Linked DNA regions of Hordeum vulgare: region 1 is linked to region 2. Evidence: chromatin contacts called from public Hi-C data. All regions are on one chromosome and are shown on one strand. The core of a region is the stretch at or near the end of the contact, and the rest is flanking DNA. Distances in the headings are between cores, read along the strand shown. Region 1 holds the start of LOC123449506 (transcription factor MTB1-like). Region 2 holds the start of LOC123449504 (protein NETWORKED 1D-like).

What was found. Hi-C and Micro-C count contacts between places; a contact is called where the count stands out from the background.
Region 1: a Hi-C map of seedling shows a contact between it and region 2, with 2.9 times the contacts expected there. The contact joins the promoter of LOC123449506 here to the promoter of LOC123449504 in region 2. A contact is called at or near these places in 1 of 6 Hi-C or Micro-C datasets (seedling) and 1 of 1 datasets of contacts at active chromatin or transcription factors (embryo).

The regions. Positions count from the first base shown.
Region 1 is chr4H:558,902,418-558,905,117 of MorexV3_pseudomolecules_assembly, forward strand. It overlaps LOC123449506 (transcription factor MTB1-like), which reads left to right and starts at 1,362. Exons shown (of 2, transcript XM_045126752.1): 1 at 1,362-1,470; 2 at 2,519-2,700. The coding sequence starts at 2,530.
Region 2 is chr4H:558,725,801-558,728,500 of MorexV3_pseudomolecules_assembly, forward strand. LOC123449504 (protein NETWORKED 1D-like) reads right to left here and starts at 1,325. Exons shown (of 7, transcript XM_045126751.1): 1 at 1,160-1,325; 2 at 570-679; 3 at 91-427. The coding sequence starts at 196.

The sequences.
Region 1 (2,700 bases), core at 112-2,611, 180 kb after region 2:
GCCACTCCTGATAGAAAAAACGCGTTTATTTTTTTTACGAAAGGCATGGCGGTGCCTTTCACGAAAGCAAATTTATGTCTTCACAAGAAGTAATTTATGCCTCTGATAAAAAAAAGAAAACACGTTGTTTCCCTTTTCGATCGTGCCTCTAAAGAAAGCGAATCCATACCTCTACGAGAAGTAAATTTGTGTCTCTCATAGAAGGAAAAAGAAAGGAGACATATATTTCCCTTTTGTGAGAGACACGGCTGCTTCCGGATGAAGGAAAAATAGTGCGTTTTTCTGCGTCATTCTTTTGATTTTTGCTGGGTCCAAAACATAAGAAAGCAGGTAAAAATAAAAAATAGCCCCCAAAGCATCTAAAAGAATGCGTGCAGAAAAATAAAAAATAAATTTTGCATTGAACGTTTAAAACATGACACGTGATGACGGCTGAGAGCGTGCCAAACCACCCCGAATGAACAGTTGCTCCCGTCCTATTTTGTACCGTTACAGACCATTTTGCAAACGGACGTCTGAAGCACACCTCCCTCCTTGTAGATAGGGATCCGTTTAACTTTTTCTTTCTTGATAAGTAAAAAGCTGCGACCGTTGGGGTTCAAAATAATGACCTCTCTATTCAGAGCAAAGCACACTAACCAGTAGGCCATCTCGATTGATTGTGCCAAATCACATTTCTCCCTTTTATCCTCTACACTCCACCGAACTTTTCTGTTATTTTTTCCTGGAACAAAGTTGTTCAGTTTTTTTTTCTTTTTCTCTTTCTAAACGCATGAACTTTTTATTCAAATTCATGATATTTAAAAAAAACCAATAAATTTTCTTCAAGATCGATGATTATATATTTGAAATCGGTGAACCATCTTTAAATCCGATGAATATTTTTTTTAAAGCGATGAACTTTTAGAATCAAAGAACTTTTTACAAATTTGATGAACTTTTTTTTCAAGTTCATGAGCTTGTTTTCAAAATCCTTTTTTTTGTGAATTCACGACTTTTTCGTTTTCTTATTGTTAAATGCGATGGAGCAGCGAACCATCAGCGTCGGCGCGCCTGAAGCGCCGAAGAAGTCGGCTCCAAAAAAATAATAATAAAAAAAGCGCTGAAGAGGAGCTCCCCTCACTCCCTCATCAGCGGCACGTCAGGTCAGACGGTGAGAGGAGCCGGTTCCTTCGCCGTACCTTTTCTTTCCTCTTCCCCTCGCCAGTCCCGACTCCCGACTCCTGACCTACCAATCTCGACCTACATCACTACAGCTAGCGTGCGTCTTCCACCGCGTGGCCGCGTGGCCTACAACAAGCCGCCGCCGCCGTGCCGTGCCGTGCCCATACCCCACGGCCGCCGGCTGACGCTGACGCCCCCCCTCAAACCTCTCCACCTTCGCCGTTCCCGTTCATGTTCATAGCGTCCCTGTCCCTGCTTGTCCCTCCCCCGCCCGCAAGCCGCAACCTTTGGCCACTGGATTTAAAGGTATGAGCTTGTTCCCATCCACTGATTAGTCCCCACTGACGTCCACAATTTCTTGGTGTGCCGGTGCACCATCCAGATCCAGATCCGCTGTAGATCCAGTGCCTTACCGATCGCCATTTCTATTACTTAATAATAAAGTAATAAAATATGCAGCAGCCTTTAGTTTGATCTTGTGATGCCAAGCATTCGGAAAAAAATGTTTTAAGCTGCTAATGGCTTCATCCTGAAGGTGGAGACGACATGATAAGCTGTTCGTTTGCATGCGCTTTATTATCATAAAATAAGCATAGCTAGAATGGTACTCCCTCCGTTCCTAAATGTAAGACTTTTTAGAGATTTCACTATATGCTAGATACGGAGCAAAATGAGTGAATCTACATCTTAAAATATGACTACATACATCCGTATGTAGTTCATAGGGGAATCTCTAAAAGGTCTTATATTTAGGAACGGAGGGAGTACTATTCGGATTATGACTGTAAGATTATTGCAGTTCCTGCCACAAGAATCCCCTGTTTTTCTCAGTAGTAAGTAGTTACTGGACACATTTCACCTTTTCCATAAATGGTAAAATTGAAAGTTGGTACTCCCTCCGTTCCTAAATATAAGTCTTTTTAGATATTCCACTAGGAGACTACATACGGATGCGTATGTAGTCTCCTAGTGGAATATCTAAAAAGACTTATATTTAGGAACGGAGGGAGTACAACACTAGGCTTGTTGCATGTTGCTTGGAATTTGGGTGGTCCTGTGCGACTTTCTTTATCAAAAGTGAGTGGTTTTTTTCTCGAAATCAAAGGAAATACACTCATCTTTTGGGGAGATACGCTTTTACGTCGTAGCATGCGACACCACCACACAATTTGACCACTTTGCATCAGATGTGCATCTCTCTGCTCCTGGCCACGATGACATCGGGGCTGATGTGGCAGTGATTACCGGCGTAGGGCGCTAGCTCGCACGCTTGTGCAATCCTCCTTGTTTTGCATTCTCCTTTTTATATGTGGTTATTTTGTTCATGTGACCTGACTCCTACCATTTTGAACAGGTAGTGTACTGATGAAGACAGAGATCGAGGAGGAAGTCACCAAAGGGTCCTGGACTGAGGAGGACAAATCCCTTTGTGCTTCTGTGCTGGGCTTAGATGCCTTCACATATCTGACAAAAGGTGGAGGCGCCATATCTGAAAATCTTGTAGCAGCGTCTGTGTTGGTGGGCTTGCAAAATAAA
Region 2 (2,700 bases), core at 75-2,574:
GTACAACTTTCAATACTAACACATATATTCCACACTAAATTAACAAGAAAGGATAATAAACAATAACGAATCGTGCGAAAAAATGCGTACCAGTAAGATTCTCCTGAAGCCATTTGGAGTTCTTAGGGCTGATATGGCTAACCCACAACCATGAGTACCGTGTATTATTCGAGTCACGACGAACTAAAGTCGCCATTGTCAGAGAGGAGCAAGGTAAACCACCAGAGATGGCACGATATTTCTCAACTTCTTTAGTGCTCAGGATTGAGCAACCCTGCGGTATAATATCATGCGTGGCGACAGAAGATGGTTCTGATGCTTCAGAATATACATTCAAGCAGACGTGGAGTATATCATGCTTCCGGGCAAAGCGAAGAGCGAGGAGCCCGAAGAGCAGACAGAATCTCCCAATTTGTAAGCAGATTACCTACAGTGCACAAGTGTAGATCGATCAGCAGCTGAAACTAGGATTTACAATTTCCTTTTTTTTTCAGAAACTGCATGAACGGAATCTATGAAAGGGGGGAACAGCACAATGTAAGCTGAAAAATAGGGGTTAAGATTGGTACTAGTCAGTAGAAATACTCGCCTCCCATCCACAGATGCCCTGATGAACGCAGCAGAATGGATGAAGCCCTGAGCCAGTTTCGGAGCATACAAAGACAGGTTAACAATCCCACTGCATTACGCCAAAAGAAAGAGCGTTCAGTAAAGAGATGAAAACAAACTAAAACTGCAAGAAAATGGAACTGCATGAATGATTAGCTATGAAGATACTGGGAAAAAAGGTCCAATGGTATGGAACATGGTAAAATCAGGGGAGAAAAAGAAATAAAAGAAGATAAATAAACATCCACACACCCCTAGAACTTGGAGGCCAATGCTACATCAGAGCCCCCTCGGCAAGCAATACCAGAGCGAATCAAGCAATGGTGTCTCCCCCCAACCAGAGCAAGAGACCAGTAACCCTATGGACCAGGGGAACAGCAGGGCAACCGAAAAGAAACCCGCCAGAATGCACCGGAAAAGATGAGCCGGAGAACAGATCGAGAGCAGAGCCGGGCAGTGGCGAGGAGAAAGAAACCCAAAGCTGTTGGCGTAAGATCCAATCTGAGAGCCGAGGAGGGAGGGAGGGAGGGAGGGAAGCGCAGTGGCGTACCGCAGTGGAGCCTTTGCTGGTGGCAACGACGCCGGGCAAGAATCAAGATCCCATCTCACGGTCTCTCCCCCATTGCCCTATGGTCAGCACGCCACTCACCAGTCGCCACCACCAGCACCAGTGTGCCCTTGGAGTGTGATGTGAAGGCCGTGTAAAGCGCAAAGGAGATGTGGAGAGCCGGCCCAGGCCAAGCACAAGCAGGCGCGGCACAGGGGGGGGAAACACTGTGGTCGGAACAGGATAGAATAGAGGAGTTTTCTTTTCCCTGGGTTCTGATTTGTGCTCTGTGATTTACTGCCGATGGTTAGGGTGGCAATGAAAGCTGTCCAGGACGGAGGGAAAACTGTCGCCGGGGTTGATGGACGAGTTTCAATGCCGCGTTTACCGACCCGTTTGACCGCGGTGCCTTCTCTGCAGTCGATGCCTCCAATGTTGTGTGCTGTTTCTTTCTTCTAGAGAAACCCTAGGCATGTGTTTTCTACTGCTGCGAGAAGGAACACTTGACTGACTGACTCACTTGACCTAACCTGGGATCAATCCAGGGAGAGGCCCGAGGGAAAACGAAATGATGCGGTGGATCTGAACGATCCCCGACCCGTGCCCATGTGACACGCACACTTGGCCTCGCAAAAGCGGCACGTAGAAAACTGTTAGTTTGGCATTTCCCTATGCCATGATCGATCTCCATGTGGATGCGGTCTGCTGGCTCCTCCCCGCTCTCCTCCTTGCTCGTTTGGCGCTGCTGATCTGAACTTGGCTGAGAAGGAAGAGAAAAAATGGAAGAGATGATAATCCTCCGTGCAGATCAAGCACTCCCCTCTCCTGTTGCTCTTGCAGCAAGCCTACAGAGGAGCATTATCACCCACCCGGCAGCCCATCTGCACATGGCACTGTCCTCGGGCGGCCATCAACCACCCGTCGCAGCGGTACTACTTGACATGAGCTACGGATCTACAGCCAAGAGGGCGCGTACGAGACGACACCACACGGCCGATTTGCCGAGGGATTCCGTGTGCCCATGTGAGCTCAGGGAGAATTCAGTAGCTACCGCCAATCCGCCGGGTCCCCGGATCCCTGCATCGTCATCATCCTTCATCAAGGACCGAAGAAACGGGCGGACAGCTCCTGCGCTCGCTCACGTGCCGGCCTCGTGGCTCCCTCGCCCCGCCACCGAGCCTCACATGGCGCGAGGCATCTGCTGCTGCGTGTCCTGTCCTCCCTCCACCTGCTTGCTTGCTTGCTGCTGCTGCGGTAGTGTTATTGCGTGCGTCGCCGGGAAGGATCGCCGACGCAATGGCTTCTCTTCTCTCCTGCTGCTGCGGAGAGGGAGAGCCTCCGCCCCGTAGTGCTCCCTCGTCCCAAAATTCTTGTCTTAAATTTGTTTGAAAATTGATGTATGTAAATACTAAAAATGACTAGATACATTCATATGTAGACAAATTTAATACAATGATTTTGAGACGGAGGGAGTACTACATTTTTAGAGTATACATTTTATTTATTTTCAAATGAGCTCGAAATAGTCTTTCGCCCCGTTTTAT